2 separate regions of the Anas platyrhynchos genome follow, and region 1 is linked to region 2. A link is a contact called in public Hi-C data. All regions are on one chromosome and are shown on one strand. Each heading gives the region's core, a stretch centred on a gene start, on an enhancer-like site or on the middle of the called end of the contact. The rest is flanking DNA. Distances are from core to core; before and after follow the strand shown. Region 1 overlaps SMAD5 (SMAD family member 5). Region 2 has its middle 16 kb from the start of SMAD5.

Region 1 (4,845 bases), core at 1,311-3,810, 42 kb before region 2:
TCAAATCTCCTTTAGTAACTTTAGAGTAACTACAATGATTAAAACCCTGTCCAGAATACTTAGAGTAACTGAATACATAGCCAATGTTCAACAGGCAAACTGTGCTTTTCTTTTCAGTACCCTAATTTCCTTCATTTCTTCCTCCTAAGTCAGCATTTTCAACGTATTTTAAAATTGAAAATAAGCAAATCAGGTTCAGAACTGCTTTGCTACATCGCTATGGTGCTATTGTAAATTACTGCTGAGTACCCAAATTCACAATAAGTTTAAATACCCCCAAAATAATTTCTTTACCTTCACAAAACTCATTCGAATGGTGCACATTTTGGTGAGTTCATATACTGCTTCAAATCCGTGGTTGACAGACTGAGCTAAAAGCTGAGCAAATTCCTGATTGTTAAAAATTTTCAGACTGCATCCACTAGGAATCTTGCACACAGTTGTTGGATGAAAGCCATGGTGGTAGTTGCAGTTCCTGCTCTGTACAAATATGCTGCTATCGCTTAAACACTCAGCATAGACTTCCCCACCAACATAGTAGAGATGAACACCTTGAAAAAAAGAGAAAAATGTTTCAATTTTTCTTTTTCAAAATAAAAAAACAGAGTACTTAATCCCCTTGAAATCAGAGACAACTACGTAAATTTTCTGTTCAACAAGCTTTTTGAAAAAGCTGTTTTGTCCCAACCGTCTTATGCCCAGTGTAACACATTTCCATTTCAAAATACAACAGGCTTCATTACACATCAACCACTAGATGTCCTTCTCTCGTCAACTACAGAACAAAACGAAAAAACTACTTCCCATGTCAACAGCTATTTCAAGCTAGTTTCCTAGAGAACTTATGCAGATTCTAAAACTGCAGTGTTAAAAAACTGTTGGCTTCCACCCATGGGAATTCCAAAGAAAATAAAAGAGTCTTCGGTGCAGGGGTAGTGATAGACATGAATGAGAAAGTACATCCCTAGTCTGCTCTGATTTTCAGCCTATTTTTTCAAGCAAAGGCAGATGTGAGTCCCATTATCTGTACAAATTAAATAACATCAGGTTTTACGGACTTTAAAAATCAAGGTAGACCCTAGACTTATTATAACTGCCTGGATTCAGCAATGCACATAAATAATTCCCTCTCTTTATATTCTGAAGCTCCTACTACATACAACATCTGACTCAAAATTTAAACATAAAAGCCACTAATCCTTTCAGTGTCTGACCACGGATGCTCACCGCCACTTTTCCACCACATCTTCGCCCTTTTTCCCCCACCCGCCACTGCCATACAGTTGTGTTTTAGTTCAGTTTGGTTAAGTCTTTCTTGAAAGGCTCAGAGAATCAACTGCTGACTATGCCATCGTTTACCAGGTGAGGCTGTAGCAAGCCAACAGATGCAAGCTGATCTTTCAGACAGCAACAACTGTCGTGAACATTGCTAGATCCATTTAGGACTATGGCAGAATGAAGTTTACACAGAGGAACCCTTGGCTTGATCAACTATAAACAGCTGGCAGAAAATCTGGGTGAGCAAGAATACATCTTCACTACACAACCCTATTTATGGCACAGAGACCACCACCACTTGCTAGCTGAATTATTTTTGGTAAAGGCCTACTGAGAGATATAAAAAGAAGGGAGCTGTATAATATAACAGTCTGAGAAGAAAACTGATATGTCAAAACAAAAATGCACAATTAGAAATCATTTGTGCTTGCACTACAGTATGTCTACAGAAGTTCAGCAGATAGAATTGGGTAGTTTTTGGGAGGCAAAAAACTCCAAGACCGTCTGAACAAAAGCCACACATTACCTTTTATCCCAAACCAATCTGAATTTTTCTCAGGAATGCTACTACAAAGCAGTTTTAGCTTAGTAACTAGTACTAGACACACAGCATTTTGAAGCTCCAGATTTACTTGTAGTTCCTACTACTCTATGTGATCTTGGATCCATTTTAAATGTAACATTTCTCTGCCAGTACTATCAAAAGTGGTCAAAGCAAAAAATCTGACAATCATTTTCCCCTACTCCCATCCACCTCAGAAAAAATTAGTTGTTTTTCATTTATATTAATCCTTCTTAGACAACAGAATTGCAGAGATAAATTTCTAAAAAATATTAATATACGTCTGGCAGTTTCCAAAACAACTGAAAAGTGTTGCCATGTTTATAGTAGTTTCTAATTAAAAGCCTCATAAGGGACAGGACAGGCCTTGAAGATGCACTATCAGCAACAGTGACTTGCATCTGGAAAGCTGAAGCCTGAACATATCAAACAATTTTAGGTGCTAAAAAGGCCTCTGGATCGGTGCAATAGAAATCAGGTTCTCTTCTCAGGACTTCACCAGTTAATTACAAAAAAGGGCATGCTCAGAAAGGGAGCACTACATTTTAAGATAATCCAAGCACATTCCATCAAGGATGAACACTGCGCATCTATACATGCTATCAGCCAAACATTACGGGAAAACTAGAAGATCTTGCAAAACCTGCTGTCTCCAGGAATCCCTCCCACACACATACACACCCATGGATTCACTCAGACAAATGAGCCCTTGCAGTTTTACATTAGCACTTCAAAGTCCTGCTGCCAACTTATGCAAGATATTTGAACATACTGTAGACAGCAGTGTAATACCCTGCATGAACAACAAAAATAAAAAGTGTATCTTTGATATACTGTAAAGTGGTATGAAGAATTTGATTTACGAAGCAGATATAGAACTTCAGAAGTCCTGCAGTGTGTTTCTTGGTGCTGAAATAAAAATTTCTACATACAGAATATCATTAACCATAACGAAAAGCCCCTATGACACTACAGTTTGGTAAGAATGAGTTAAATTTTTAAATAAGTAATAAAGAAAAATGTATGCCATTTCTAAACCAATTAGAAACAAACCATGCCTAAGTAACTTGTCTTCAGATACTGGAGAAGTAGATAATAAACCACAGAATACTTCAGCTTCTCTGTGCTGCAACAATGACTACTCACAAACAAGAACAGAAGAAGTAAAAAACAAGACTTCAGCTTCCTAATCATGCATAATATGACAAAGCTTTACCTTTCCCAATATGTCGTCTAGTGTTCTCAATTGTTGAGTTGCGATTAACATTCGAGAGCAAACCTAAGCAGAACCTGTTTTTATTATTGGAGGGATCTGTAAACCCATCTACTAAGACACTTGTAGAAGATGCATGAAAAGCCTCTCCAACACGATTATTTAATTCGTAATACACGATCGAACACCAGTGTTTGGGTTCTTCATAGGCAACAGGCTGAACATCTGAAAATAAGCAAAATGGAAATAACAGTTTACATAAATGTCAAAATACTAAAACTAAAACTGCAAAGCAAGTCTTCCAGGATATCAATAATCAACAGCTTAGCCAACTTTTATGATGAGCAAGAACAGTCCTGATTAGTCTTAATTATTTTCACGCATTTCAGCTAGTCTGTTGATTTTAATCACTTTCCTATTTTAAGTCTTATATCAAGAAAAAAAAGACACAAAAAACACAAATGACTGATACCTGGTGAAACCTTCCACTTTTTTTTTTTTAATTATTATTAATTTTTTTTAATTATTATTAATTATTATTAATTATTTAATTATTTTGGCAATTTTCAGAGCCTTTGTGAATATACAATTCTGACAGCAAGCAGAAGTAGCAGGAAAAACCCTAATTCTAAGAACGAAAAAGTTCAATTCATCATAAACTGTACTACACATCTGAGGCATTAAAAGCAAGAGAGGCAAATGAGCAAGGCAAGTTTTGCTTCGTAGTTCTTACTGTTAGAACTCCAGTTTTTCTTGGACTACTTCCACTTATCAACACAGATTTATTGCATCATTTGAAGCTATTCATTCAACTTGGTTGTGAGTACTAAGAAACCAAACAATGTTACTTTTACATACTATACAACTTACCTCTGGTAGATATATTTGGCATAATTTGAGGGATCATTGTATTGCTTGTGTCCATAGACTGCGAGTTATCCTGCCCCATCTGATCATCAGGGGGCATATATGCAGGAGGTGGAGTATCAGCTACAAACAAGAAAAAAAAAAAGACTGAATAAACCTCAACCATTTAAATTAATTATTTATTTATTCACTTTACAGTTGTAAACACATTAAAATATTCTTTAATAGGAGATATTAAAACATTTGGACCAGTTTTCAAAGTAACACGAAGACAATACAGCCAGCTGTCTTTACAGCAAACTTCAACAGCTGCATTCTTAGTTTAGAAGAGACAAGGCTAGACATGAGAAAAACTAAGATATGCACCTTTTTCTTTGTTTGTTTTTTATAACTGCACTTCTGCAGCTGGACAAAACGACTATAGCTCCCACTTTTAGTACCACAAACACTAGCTTTTGCACCCACTGCTTCTCTCTGCACAACAAGAAACGAGGAAGAGGTAGAAATACTGATGTTATTTGCTATAGCCTGATGAAGGCCTACACCAGACAGTTATTTTTTCACTGCTTGTGTAGGCTGAGTTCATTGCACAAGCATGCATCTCTGCATTGCTCCCTCCAATCAGCAGCAGTTAGTCTACTAACACAGTTACCCCTTATTTCAGAAATTCACTCTGGATATCATCCTCTGGATATCATCCTTACTACTGATCTCGGTCACTCCCCACTCAAGAGGGATATTGTGCTGACTGGACACTCTTTTTTCAGCAATGGGCAGTGTGAGAAACAAGATGAGGTCACTGAGCTCCTGGAAAGATGAATTCTGTAATTCTTTACCTTCACAGCTTTCTAAATCACACCAATAATCAGACAGATTCAACATGGCTTCTTCCCTTTGCCCCTTTCAGTCAGGCTTTCCCCTCATT
Region 2 (5,224 bases), core at 2,693-5,192:
CAAGGGTGGAGAAGAGTTCAGATAACAAGGAGAACTGGGGTTCAAGGGTTTGATTTTATATATTTTTTAAGAGCTTTAAAAACATCACTAGAAGTAGATGGGGTTTAGAAGGCTTTCAGAAACACTTGTTGAAAGCGTCACCCTCGGAGTTGCCTCCTACACACCTTATGCAGCAATTTGTTGAGGAAAAAGTCACCACAGTGGTGATTTCTATCAAAAACTCTGACAAAGAAGATATTAGTCAAGTGTAGAGTATATTTGATATCCCGATAGCATTTCTGACTTGAAAGAGATCAGCTGACACCAGTTAAATGTCTGGTCATGTGTGACCTGTTGCTGGGGACTTTTTGTGCAGCGTGTCCTCCCACTGGCTCACTGATGGGCTGGGGGAAGGATGAAGCATCATTTCCCCAAACCCAGCTCCCTGTAACCAGCCCACTCCAGTGTTCATGGTAGTTCACAAAGATTTAGTCTGTGCCTCCCCATCTACGCACAGTGGTGAAGAACGTATTGTAAAGCCTTATCTTTGACAAAATTTGTATGGGAAAGGAGCATTATTGCCAGTCCCATGCAGGGTCTCAAATTCATGCTGGTATTTGAAACACGAGTAAAGAGAAACTTCCAGACAAACTCAAAAAGAAAAAAAAAAAAGGAAAGAAAAGAGAAAAAAGGATAAAAAAGAGAAAAAAAGAACTAGCAATTAATATGTGAAAATGCAGTTTTCAGAATTGCCTAAATAAGACAGAAGCCCTATATTTATTTCTAAAGTTCTTATCACTTTGGAGGAAGCAAATCCAATAAGCATTTGCAAAGAAAACTGTTGTAAAATCCACTAATGCACAGCAATAACACATTGCAACTGCAATCAACACCTTTCTCGTCAGTCCAGCAAATAAATATTCACTGCCCTGTACGTGATCTGCAGCTTGCAGCAAAGATGACCCCAAGCACATGGGAAAAGGATCAAAACAAAAATCACGTGATTATTCTGAACAGAAACTACATTATCCATGGAAGAGACAAACACACATGGCCTTCAGATTCTCGTAAAACAATACCAGGGCTGCATCGGGACTAAAACTGGGAAAAGCAGATGCTGCCCAAAGAAGAATATGCTGGAGATGTTTAACATGCACAGCACATATCAGGAAATCATAGTGCTTTCATGTGAGCTGAGAAGAGCTCATTGCAAGCTCATTTCCAGATAGCATTGATGAACTTAATGAAGGAGAGACTCAAGGGGCAGAATTCGGGGCAGGGGCTGTAGGATCACTGGGGCTGGCTGAGTGAGCCCTTTCATTCACTTCTCCTGAAGACAGGACCAAACTACAGAAGTGATTCTGGCCTTAAGGTCAAGAGCTACCAAAAAATCACAGGAATGGTTCTCCAGCATTTCCTCTTAAGGGACCCTGTTATCCACAGCAAGGACTAGAAAACTTCAGATGGTGCTTGTTCATGGAATGAGAAAGAGTGATGCACGGCAGGAGGGTCCCTGAGACACAGGGGAGAGCACTCCCCTGCCCCCTAAACTGCAATTTTAAATCCTTCAGAAATGTATTGAGTTTAACCTTTGCATTTATTTTTTTTCAGAACTAAGACACACTTTCTGGCTCAGGCATGAAGAAGTGGCAGAGAAATCATATTAGATAAAATGGATAAATATTTGGGGTGTTCACATGGGGTATTCCTGGAGCAGGGTGCAGAGCTTCAGGTGTTTGTGCAGTTGGGCATTCACCATTTTCCGTGCGCACGGTCTACAAAAAATGTGAGAAAAAGAAACCTCCATGTTCAACCACAACTACCTCCATAATGTCTGTTAGCCAGATTTCAACTCCTCCATTCTAAGAAGACCACAAAGGCCACCACATTTCCTCAACTGTCATCACCGAGCACGAGAAGGTGATGCTTGGAGTTCCAGCTCAATACATGCACACTGCACCCGTGGCCCTCCAGGCACGTCCACCACGCTCTTCCAGAGACACCGCAGTGCCATGTCACCATCAGGTGAACAATGGCAAAACTCAAGCCAAAAGTGACAACAGAAACAGCTGGGTCCTACGGAAGGGAGGTGACTGTGCCGATGATGTTGCTGTTGGCCATGGGCCCTGCTGCAGGGCAGCTGCAGCGCAAAGGCTGCAGCTGCCTCGCTCTTAGGATGCACACTGTGCCTGTCAAGGTGAAGGAAAAGCAGCTTGTGCCCTGAGTCTATTCTCACCCTTCCTTCCTCTTAAAGAAGGAAAAAAAAAAAATCAACAACAAAAACAGCCCCCCCACATAAAACAGAGAAGCAGACAATTAAAATGTTGGGGCTGACAGTTTGTCTAAAAGTTTTTTGGTTTTGAACCATCTGGTATTTTAAAGTAATATGTCAGGGGGAGTTAATTATCCTATAGGCATCAGATGAGGCCAAAACCCCAGTGTGAAAACGCGCTGACAAGCACCGTTCACACAGTTAACAGCGCTGGCGTGACGTGTGAGCTGCCCGCCAGAGAAACACGTGAAGCAGCCACTTGAAAAACAAAATTCCCCACTTTCTTGTGCATGTGGAATGAGCATGATTTATCTGGGAAGGAATTTGCCCTCAGTGTTGATCTCCTTAAAAGAGACTGCAACTAAAATAGCTACAAGGCTGTTCAAAAATTAACCAGTTGTCGTGTGCAGGGACTTTCACGGATTTTCCCCGCGTGCTGAGCCAGGCTCTTCCCGGCACTGCTGTCAGTGCCTCAGGAGCCTTCATCCCACAGCAGATGGTGGCAGTGGGTCCGAGTGGGGTAAAGAAATCATCACTTTGGGGTGATTTCTAAGGCAGGAGGCCCCAAGGGAGGGCAGGATCCCAGCTGGGAGCAGGCCACAAGGGCCCAGGCCTTGGGCACGGCCTGTGGTGGTTTGGAGGCCAGGCCAGGGCCAGCTGACACAAATCACTCCCCCAGCCAAACGGGGAGGATCGCAAAGCTCAGGAAGCGGGATTAGAATCACAATTTGTTGGCACGGACGGTGTTGGCTTCGTAGCATCTGCGAAACCTAAAGGGAATTGCTGGGGGGTGAGGGGAGGCACCCAACCAAAAGCCTCCCAAACAAAACAGCCTCTTTTGTAGCGTACAAACTCTCCCACACAGCCAGGCCCTGAGCTTTGGGCCAAGCTTGGCTTCCATTTCCAAAGCAAAGCAGCAACAAGGCAGGGGTCAGGGCCGGGCTGCCCGGTGACCATGGGCAGGGACAGACAGACCACATTTTCCCCCCCTCCCCCCCCCCCCAGGGCCCACAGCATGGTGAGACAGATTTCACGTCCTTTTACTCACAAAAATCTTCATTTTGGCCTTTTACATAGAAAAAAAAAAAAAGTAAGAGTTCATTGAAGGGTTTTAATGAACCTTTAAAGACATCACTGCGAGGAATGCTGAATTAACCTGCCAAAACAGCGTTATTGAGCTCCTGGAAATTCACAACAAGGAAATGCATGTTTAATGTACCTCATTTAAGCCATATTATTCAGGGGAATCAGCAGGTGTATTGCTCTGGAGCACACAAGATGCTAATGGAGACAGCGTGCAGTCATTCACCCTGTGCCTTTCTGGAACTGAAGAAAAACAACAAAAAATAAATACTTTCCTCTCTCCCAGAGGCAAAGGAGCTTTCAGTCTCCCCCCCCCCTCCACATACAGGACAGGTCTGTGTGTGAAGCAAGGAGTGGCAGACTTGGTCAAGTCTCCTGCTGTGCCAGAGACAGCCCAGAGCCCATCTGCTCCTGGCATTTCAGACCCAGACCACAACCCCGAAAGCCCCAACTTCCCTGCTCCCTCACCTAGGAAGCACTGGGATGCCATGGAGCCCTTAAAACTTCTGCATGTGCCCCAAATTACTGAAGACTCACTGATGCCCAGAGCACGATGTTGCAGCATGCTGCCTGAGTGGAAGGGGAACAACTCTGGTCTTTGCTTCCAAAACTGCTCCATCTGATGGCGAGCTGATGTAAGACACAGCCAGAATTTTAGAAGCAAGAGCCCAGGAAGCTGGCCCTTTGCTACCAGCATCCACCTCAGGTCTCACAGCTCCTTTTGTAGCATTACAGCTGGGAGCAAATGCTTGCACCCAACACGTCTGTCTTCTTCAACAACAGCAGTGATTCACCTAAATAAATCCCTCTATATCTAGTTCCTGAAATCTTTATGCCAACACTGCTTCTCTATAGCAAAACCTTTCTAACAGCGTGGACAGCACATTCTCTCTGAAGACATATCTTGCACAGAAACAGCAAAGAAATTGAGTGAGAAAGGAGTAGGAATAGCTACAAGTTGCATGTCAATACATCTTCACTGGAATACAGAAAATTGCTCCATTGTTTGGGAGGCTGTGGAAAACCTGCCAGGCTACAAAAATACTGAGATGCTCTTATCAGAGTGGTGTGAGTGCATAGAAAAGGAATTGCATGAAATTGCCCAAATGGAAATGCCTGCAAATAACAGTGTAAACCTCAGACTTTGGAAAAGACACATCTTCCACAGGAATGTTCCTGGGCACATGAGGGTCAGAGGGGTGACAGGGCAGTAAGAAGTAGATCTGGACCAGCTTCACAGCTATGGGAGCCAGCACTGGGGAGCTCTCACCAGCTGGCCTCTGCTCACTGTTCGGCTGGCAGCAAAGATTGGGATTTCAAACAGAGCCTCTCACATGCATCGTAATGTAAGATGATGAGAAGTTGGAAGAGATGAGAAGGGGGTTATTCTGCTATTTCCCATGTGAATGAAGAGATGAGGACACCTGTAAGTACAGCAGCTGGAAGCAATAACACCACGTCCCCCATTTCAGACTTTCTTATTCAATGCTGAAGAGGACAATCCTTCCTGATGCCCTGCATCCACACTGCTCAGTATTCATGCCCCTTTTTCCCCACTTCATTTCCATGCAGGTGTTGGCAGAGCAGTGCCACCAGCAGATAGGGGACAGCAGGAGCTGATGGGCACGAGCTCCCCAGCCCTCCATGCTGCAGGTTTCTGGAAACAACGCTGGATTGCTCCCACTTACTAAAACAGTCGCAGTTTTTACAGCACCATTTAAACGACTTCCTCAGGAAATTTCACAGGCACACTGGCAGGCATTGATTTCAAGCAGAAAATAACCCAGCAGGAAACTCAAAGAGGAAAGATGTGCTGTAATTATATCTCTTCGGGGCTTGCAAGACAGAGGAAGACAAGACATAAACGAGCACATGCACCAAAGCTATAAT

The links. Hi-C and Micro-C count contacts between places; a contact is called where the count stands out from the background.
Region 1: a contact with region 2 is called in a Hi-C map of subcutaneous adipose tissue, with 5 times the contacts expected there. The contact joins two enhancer-like sites. A contact is called at or near these places in 3 of 8 Hi-C or Micro-C datasets (liver, skeletal muscle and subcutaneous adipose tissue).

The regions. Positions count from the first base shown.
Region 1 is chr14:3,745,941-3,750,785 of IASCAAS_PekinDuck_T2T, reverse strand. SMAD5 (SMAD family member 5) reads right to left here. Exons shown (of 8, transcript XM_072044641.1): 5 at 3,924-4,043; 6 at 3,057-3,278; 7 at 295-551. Among named protein-coding and RNA genes, the nearest start is that of SMIM32, 17 kb to the left of the region's middle. Within about 2 kb of position 2,560, at least 1 of the 8 cell types and tissues checked has an H3K27ac peak or open chromatin away from gene starts, as enhancers often do. A contact at or near this core is called in subcutaneous adipose tissue, where this site is marked.
Region 2 is chr14:3,705,404-3,710,627 of IASCAAS_PekinDuck_T2T, reverse strand. No RefSeq gene overlaps it. Among named protein-coding and RNA genes, the nearest start is that of SMAD5, 16 kb to the left of the region's middle. Within about 2 kb of position 3,942, at least 3 of the 8 cell types and tissues checked have an H3K27ac peak or open chromatin away from gene starts, as enhancers often do. A contact at or near this core is called in subcutaneous adipose tissue, where this site is marked.